2 separate regions of the Mus musculus genome follow, and region 1 is linked to region 2. A link is a contact called in public promoter capture Hi-C data. All regions are on one chromosome and are shown on one strand. Each heading gives the region's core, a stretch centred on a gene start, on an enhancer-like site or on the middle of the called end of the contact. The rest is flanking DNA. Distances are from core to core; before and after follow the strand shown. Region 1 overlaps Itsn1 (intersectin 1 (SH3 domain protein 1A)). Region 2 overlaps Itsn1 (intersectin 1 (SH3 domain protein 1A)).

Region 1 (3,908 bases), core at 433-2,932, 42 kb before region 2:
CTATGATTTGCATTTGCCATATGAACTTTACTGATAATAAGAAGTCAAAATAAGAATGTAGAAGGCAAAAAGAAATGTTATAATTTCAAAATAAGCCTATTTGGGAAAGGGCCAGTGTGTGTGGGGAAAGCTAAGAACTTCTGACACCACACGCAGCAGCGTCACACACACACACACACACACACACACACACACACACACACACACACACACAGAGTCACAAGACCGCGACTCAGTCCATCTGATGGTGCTCTCTGCAGCAATGGCAACAGCTACGAGCACTAACATCTCTAGCCCACAGATCTGAGTGTCAGTCACAAGCCTTTGCCTGAGCATCTTTCCCTAGCATCTGAACCGAGTCTTAGGCCAAACTGGTAGAAAAGCAATCATTAAGGCAAACGCTGTGCTTCTCCTGTGTTCCGAAGCTGACGGTCCTCAAAGGTTTACATCCAGGCACTACCCACTACCTGGAGACTCTGTGAGACTGTCCCCATGTTAAATCCTTTCTGCTTAATACAGCAGTAAGTTACAGTGAGAGCAAGCGAGAACAGCTTTTATTGTACTGGGGATAGAGAACTCAAAGAGGCACCTCCCATACTGATACGACACACACACACACGCACACACACACACACAAACAGGAAAGCAATGTGAAATGAAACACACGTCGGCTACACAGCACTCCCCTAAGGGAGAGTACTTTCCTGGAATTGTACAATTGAGCAAGTTCACTCCTCAATGCTGAAAGAACTGCACAAATACTTTAACTTGGATGTCTAGACAATCTGGCATGGACTCTTAATCCAAAGGGCAACAAAAAAAAAACCCTCAACTATACTTTCTAGTTTAAAATTTTCTTTTAGTAGTAAAGGTTTTAGTTTTATTTCTGAGTATTAGGGGCTAAATGGGCCATACATAGTAAATTATAAGGAATTTTAAGGTTAGAAAACTAAAGTGAATATTTTTGGAATGCAATGAACTATCCACTGTCTCATCTAACTACCTATTTATCTATGTTGTCAGTCAGTCAGTCAGTCAGTCAGTCAGTCAGCCGTTTACTTCTGAAAAGGATCTCATTATGCAGCCTCAGCTGCCCCTGACTCAGAGGTCGGCCTGCTTCAGCCTACCAGGCGCTGGGATTTAAGGTGTGTGCCACTATGGCAAGCCTGAGTTAACGTGATTAAAACAATGGAACACCATACAGAAAGAGGCTTGTGTGTGTGGTTTTCCTGAATTACTGTGCAGGGTGACAAAGCCATCACCAGCTGTGCCAGAGACAGAGCCATGACCCCATGAACTAATTCAGCTGAAAGGCATTTAAAGTGAGGGAGATAAGACAGGTCATACTCCAGACGATCACTGGAGTGGCAGGGAAATTTCAGTTAAAACAGAAAAGCACCTGGGTAACCCTCAGTGAACACAGAGAAGAGAGCACGTTGGGCCTGGCTTTGGATGTGACATGTTTATAAATAGGCAAAAAAAAGAAAGGTGTGAAAGGTGGGCAGGGGCAGGGGCAGGGCCCTAACACAGGCTACCTTACAGACCTCAGAGAAAGCAAGCACAACTGGAGGGGCAGCGGGCACCACGACAGCCTTCACACAGAGGCCCTGAACCACTGCTCACAAGCCAAGCAAAGGGGAGGCGGCCCAGCACCCAGGAGTCACCTTCAGCTGGTTGTTGAAAACATCAATCTCCTGCAGCTTTGACCTGGTCTCTCTCTCCACCTCGTCCAGCTGCTCCCGGAGCTGCTGCCGGGCCAGCTCCTTTGCTTCCAAGGCTCTTTTGAGGGTAAGAAGCGAGTCTCCTATTTCAGAAGAGGACACAAGTTAGGAGAACTTTAGCTAACAGTGTGGAACATGGTCAACTTTCATGTTTATGAAGGGAATTCTTGCTGATAAGGGGGGTGGGGAGGGAGGGACGGAGGGAGGGAGGGAGGAGGGGAGCACTACTCAGGGATAAAACAAATGCCTGAACAAAAGTCACCTCTTCCAGCATTCGGGATGTGTACCAACAGAACAAACAAAACATGCAAATCAATAAGACACCTACTATGCAAACTGTTCTGCTGGACTTGTTTTAACTGGTCACTGAGTATCTGTTTCTCTGGAATAAGTCTTCCAAGCATTTGCTGAGATTCCTAGGGGAGAGGGAAGGAAACAGCAGGTGAGTGAGTGACCCTGAGATCCCAGGGTCCTTCCCTGTCACTTCCCACCTCACCTGCATCTTTTGCACATTGCCCCGCCACGCCTTTGGTTCTGCTTACGAGGGTGGGTGTGACATACATGAAATGAAAGAAACTCCCACTCTCTTAACTGCAGAGATGCAGCACAAAGGCCACAAGCTGGCTGCAGGTTAGCATGGTGGGGTCAGGTGGGGGTCAGCCTCAGCTGGCTCTGCTCTGCATGTGGCACTCACTAGCTTCAACCGAGGCTGACTGCATGCCTAACGTTAGACACACAACTCAGAAGGACATTTGTCACATCTAGAATCCTAAATGCTACTCATGTTTTGCCATCACAAAGGAATTTTAAACTTAAGAGTCCTGAATTACCCTCTTTTTCTGTCCTCCCCCCTTTTTAATTTAGCACAGAAAAAAGTTGAAACCAAACTACATAAGGGAGACTATTTGGAATTTCTGTGGTAATGTGCCAAGCACAGTATTTGTTGACTTTCAGCTGTAATGATCTGGTAGTCACTTTAGTAAACTGGCAGCCTTGCTGGCTTACTTGACATTTATTTTTACCTTAGTGGGGAAAAATGACTCTTGTGAGAAAATAAAATGCCTTAAGAATTTCCTGTAGAGGCCCAGATCCAGTCTCTCTGGCACCCACTTGTAGACACACATTGGCATTTGCAGAATGAACTGTGCTAGGCCTGCACGGTAGGAGGTTAACTCAATAGAGGGATTCAGGGACCTCTTAGGCCTCTGAGTGACCCACAGCAGACTTTCACAAAACAAAACACACAGCAGACCTTTGTCCTGGAAAGCAAAGCCTACTCAGTGCTTTCAAGCCCCATCAGGAGGAACCTGCGCCATTTTCCACCCACTGAGATGTCCCCCATGGAAAGGGCTCTTTAAAAAGCATAGCCCAGGCTGGGCATGACTCAGAGGTTAAGAGCAGGGCTGTTTTCACAAAGGACCAGCAAAGGATTCAGCACTCCTCCATAGCCATGCATTCATGGGCACAGATCCACATACAGACACAGAGAGTTACAAACACACAGACACACACAAACACAGAGACTTACAAACGCACAGACACACACCCAGACACAGATACAGAGACAAACAAACACACAGACACAAATCTAGACACACAGAGATACAGAGACACACAGACACACAGAAGAAGTAAAGTAAATCTTTAAAAAAACTTTAGCTTCAAGTTTCTCCAATAGGTCACGTCAATACCAAATGTGCCGGGACTGACTACAAAGGCAGAGCGCCAATGCACAGGAGGAGCAACAGCAGCCAGCCTCACTGTCTGTGTGCTTCTCTTCCTCAGAGCATAGCTGCGGTCACCTCACCAGTAATCCAGGACCTGCACCTACCAATGACGAACACTCTTGTGTTTGGTACCAAATGTGTTCAGTCATAAAACACTCAGTCACAATAATGGCATACTGAGCACACGATCTTTACTCTCAATCTCTTTGGGTATTATTTGCCCAGATTTCTGAGTAACAATTCTAAAAGCTACAAGGGCCCACCACTAGGCAGAGGCAAGTGGATCTCTTTGAGTTCAAGGCCAACCAGAGCTAGAGTGAGACTCCAAACAAACAAACAAACAAACAAATAAAATAAAAGGAGCTACAATACAGAAGAACATACTTCAAAAAAAGTAAACATAGTTTTTAACACTTGAAAACGACTTCTGGCCATGAACTTCTCATCCTGGTTACTTTCC
Region 2 (4,172 bases), core at 557-3,056:
TAATTGGTTTTATGTGTATGGGTATTTGGCTGCATGTATATATGCATGTACACGGTTGCTGCCTTTAGAGGCCAGAACAGGGCATTTCATCCTTTGGAAATGGAGTTACAAACAGTTGTGAGCCATCATGTTGGTGCTGGGAATTGAACCCAGGACCTCTTAAAAAAGCAGAGTGCTCTTAAACATTGAGCCATCTCTTCATCTCCTTAATGGAGAGTTTTAAATGTATGTTTGTTTCCTAAGGGGCGGGGTTCATTTTTGAAGCTGACCTCATGTAGCACAGGCTGGCCTTAAAACTCTGGCTCTCCCTGTTTTTCTACCTTCAAAGTGCTGTGAATATAAACAGATATATTTTATTTTCAATTGTGGGTATGCATCTAAGCATGGTCATAAACACCAGTGTCCTTGGAGGCCAGAGGTGTCAGATCCCTTGGAGCTAGAACTATAGGCTGTTGAGAACAATCAACATGGGTGCTAGGAACTGAAATTCAGATCATCTCTGAAAAGCAGTTTGAGATTTCATGACCAGGAGAGCTGGTGGTAAGACCTCGGGCTACTGTGTAAGCTGCCTCCAAGACCCAGCTCCAGTACCTTTACTGAGTAACATGGCCAGGAGTTCAGCTTCTCAAGCCGAAATTTTAAAGCTACAATGAAGGGCAGCTTCCCAGTCTCACAGTCCTGTCCCCAGGCCAGAGTGTGCTTGTCATTACAGAGAGGATTCGGATGGGCTCTGACACAGGCCACCCCTGTGGCAGGGGGCTGAGGAGGGACAGAGTTCTGCTTCTGCAGCAGCTAACTGTCCTGTCCCACTCTTTCCTGCCTGTTCTTGGCTGCAGAGCTCATTTTAGCTCTGGATATACAGAGATGAGCAGAAAAGGGCATTCCAGGTAACTGGCTTCAGGACTCTTGATCTATAACTATTGGTGTTTAAGGACTGCTTGTGCCCCGACCGGATTTCCAGTGAAGACTGTGACTACGGAAAGCTCAGTTCTCTGAAGGAGTCAGGTCAGAGTGTTTAATGCCAGCCTATAACAATGGCCAAATGACACAGCTCCTAGAAATCCCTCTCAGAAAGGAGCGGGAAGGCAACTGAAATGCTTAGAATTATTTCCTCTTCACACTGGTGTTGAGAGGAAGAGAACAGAGCAGACAGAGCAAGCCCTATAACCTCTGCTACTTTGGAGGCTGAGGAAGAAAGACTAAAATTCAAGGAAATTGTAGGTGATGTAAGCAGGACTCTGCATCGAAATAAAAATTTGAAAGGTGTGGGATGGGTACGAGGGGCACATGTGAGTACTTATGTGTGCAGCATGCATCCAATCCCCAGCAACAACGTTTTCTGGTATTTTGTGTTTTCTTCCCTTGGGATAGGGTCACAGCTGTAGCTCACATGGCCTCTACCTCAGGACCCCTGATCTGTCTCCCAAGTGTCAGAACTACAGCCCAGCGCTAGCATGCCTAGTGCTAAAATTCTTCACAAATGAGACCTCGGAACTTGGTTGTATCATCGGCTAAGCAAAAGTCAGTGGACTCTGGAAGGCAGGCTCTAGAAACAGCCTTACTGCAGAGAAAGAGCACAACACACCAGGCTGTAGCCCAAGAGAAGCCTGCTACGAAGCAATCGGGTTCACACAAGGGCCTTGATTCAGACACACACCTGAGCTGGCACAGCCCCAGCACCTGCTTGTCGTGAACTCCCTGCTCATGGGCTTCCTCTCTCTCTAATCGACCAGCAGTTACAACTGCAACAGTGTCACAGAAGCGAGCTCACTTGTGGAAGGAAGACAAAGACTGGCTGGCAAAAGGCCTGACAGACAGAAAGATGGCAGACAGCCCAGTCCAGCATGGGACTCGGACGTTATTCTGAGTATGTGTCACAACAGTGTGCGTGTGTGTATGTGTGCACACATGTGTATCATGTGCACGAGCGTGCTGTTTCCAGTGTAAGCTTTACTTTTCCAGAACATGATTTTATGTAATGTTGGCACTTAGGAACTGTGCATGCTGAGGTCTGGAGTCGGAAAGCCACAGGTGGTATGTCAGCCTTTCCGGTGTCCGTGTGTTGGTCACTCAGGGGACAAGTACTCAGCTGGAAAGCCTAGTCATGTGGAAGGGCCATCTCTGATGCTAAGCCCTACCTTCCTGGGGTTTGTTTGCTGGCTTATTGAATAAGTGTCAACCCACACCTATGTCCTTCATGTATAATTTGTTTGCTAATCCACTCAATTTTATTTAAAAAACAAAAACACCCAGCCGGACGTGGTGGTGCATGCTTTTAGTTCCAGTACTTGGGAGGCAGAGGCAGGTGGATTTCTGAGTTCGAGGCCAGCATGGTCTACAAAGTGAGTTCCAGGACAGCCAGGGCTACACAGAGAAACCTGTCTCGAAAAACTCAAAAACAAACAAACAAAAACAAAACCCACAAATGCCAATTATTATGATTAAATACCGAAATCAAAAAAGTGCAAATATATGTTCCCTGTCACACAGACAGGAAGTGCTTTGGTTCCCAGTCACACAGACAGGAAGTGCTTTGGCCAGGACTACACATTCCGTGCTTTTATTTACTGCTAGCAGCCTCCATAACACCCACTCACCCAGGAGATGGAGTCACACAGTCCTGGTGGAAGCAACACAGAGAAAAATGTGACTTCTTTCAGATCAGTAGAATTCAGCACTGCCTCCCAAAGTTGGGAACCTAAAACCCAAAACCGTATCTGACAGCCTGTTTTACTCGAGATTGTGGCCAAACTCCTATTTGTGACAACAGTCAACACAGCATTGATCAAGTACACACTGTACCAATTCTCACACAATGAAAGATAAGGAATAGTTCCATTAGAGAGAAGAAACGGGGACATTCAAATTAACTGAATGATACACATGAAGCCAAAACAAATTAGTAGGAAACTCCTCAAATTCAGATATTTCAGTTACAATTTAACTTCTGCACTGCCACTTAATGTTTGCCCTAGGCTAGACCTGCATGCTCTCTTTCTACCGAAGAAACCAAACTTCCAAATAAATAGAACAGAACAGGGCTTTGCTTTATAGTCTGCTTATGTAAAATTCCAACTTACCATATTTGTGCTAAGACAGGCTGAGGTAACCCAGATTGGAAAAAAAAGTTCCTCGCTTGATCACCTGTAAAGTAAGTGGGAAAGGTTTCAGGAAAAACAGAACTGCAGGAGGCGACAGAAATCCCTGTACATCAGAACCACATCATTATTTAAGAGGTGGCTATGCTATAAACACCACTGACCCCACAGGAAAGGCCAAGGGCCTCTGACTCAGCACTTGAAAGGGCCTGGGTCTTTGCTGGGATGACCGTCCACTTTAAGCTGCGGTTTAACAAGGTGAGCTACCCAGCACTACTGCAACAGCTTGGGTACCAGATCAACTTCTAAGGTGCAGTTTAGAGCTCTACCCCAGGCCTGATGCTACTGAGAAGAGTCGAGATTTTAAAAGACATAGACAATTGTCGAGAACTGAAACCATGAGCCAAAACCAAGCTTTCTGTTTTAATACCTGATTGTCTAGGGTATATCACTACAGTAAGAGAACAGCATACAACCAGGCACACACAGCAGATGCCTCAGCTAACAACTGATAGATAAGCCAGACTTTAGCAAAAGCTTTTACTCTGAATGTACTGACACAGAACGGGCAAGAATGCATAAATGAGTTCTGCCAGTCAGGAACTGGAGATCTTTCATACACACAAATAAAAAGCACCTCTAGGGAAGCCCAGATGCCCTCTTTCTGTCCGGAACTGGTGAGCTGTGACTAAACAGCCAAGGTCACAGACAGGTACACGAGGGACTTCCAGGGACAGCAATGAAATCCTTAGAAAGTGTTTGCTGTCTGCCGTTTCCTGAACTTTGCTCCAGGGCACCCTTCCTACCCAATTTAAACAGTGTGATCCTCTGACTAAAACCAATTCCCACCAGAAGGAAGGTCCAAGTCACTGAGCTGACACTCAGTAAAGCCTGCCAGGTTTGAGAGGCTCTGGGTCAAGGTCCTGAGCTGGGTCGCTGACAGCCATGGGAAGACAGAAGGAGAGGACTGACCTACAGTCTCCTCTGCCCTCGCCACCTAAACGCACACACCATGATGATGACAAACAAAGGTTTAAAAAGAAGTAACAACAAATATACAGGTTCTGAATTGGG

What was found. Capture Hi-C pulls out chosen DNA fragments and counts their contacts.
Region 1: a contact with region 2 is called in a promoter capture Hi-C map of liver. The contact joins two enhancer-like sites. A contact is called at or near these places in 26 of 484 Hi-C or Micro-C datasets (the AML12 cell line, CD4 T cells, CD8 T cells and 15 more), 5 of 115 datasets of contacts at active chromatin or transcription factors (CD8 T cells, the HPC-7 cell line, embryonic stem cells and 1 more) and 4 of 9 other capture datasets (adipose tissue, embryonic stem cells, liver and 1 more).

What each region holds. Positions count from the first base shown.
Region 1 is chr16:91,826,090-91,829,997 of GRCm38.p6, reverse strand. It overlaps Itsn1 (intersectin 1 (SH3 domain protein 1A)), which reads right to left. Exons shown (of 39, transcript NM_010587.2): 15 at 2,050-2,137; 16 at 1,665-1,804. Among named protein-coding and RNA genes, the nearest start is that of Gm52262, 76 kb to the left of the region's middle. Within about 2 kb of position 1,682, at least 36 of the 459 cell types and tissues checked have an H3K27ac peak or open chromatin away from gene starts, as enhancers often do. A contact at or near this core is called in heart atrium and liver, where this site is marked.
Region 2 is chr16:91,784,260-91,788,431 of GRCm38.p6, reverse strand. It overlaps Itsn1 (intersectin 1 (SH3 domain protein 1A)), which reads right to left. Exons shown (of 39, transcript NM_010587.2): 4 at 3,081-3,144. Among named protein-coding and RNA genes, the nearest start is that of Itsn1, 57 kb to the right of the region's middle. Within about 2 kb of position 1,806, at least 22 of the 459 cell types and tissues checked have an H3K27ac peak or open chromatin away from gene starts, as enhancers often do. A contact at or near this core is called in heart atrium and liver, where this site is marked.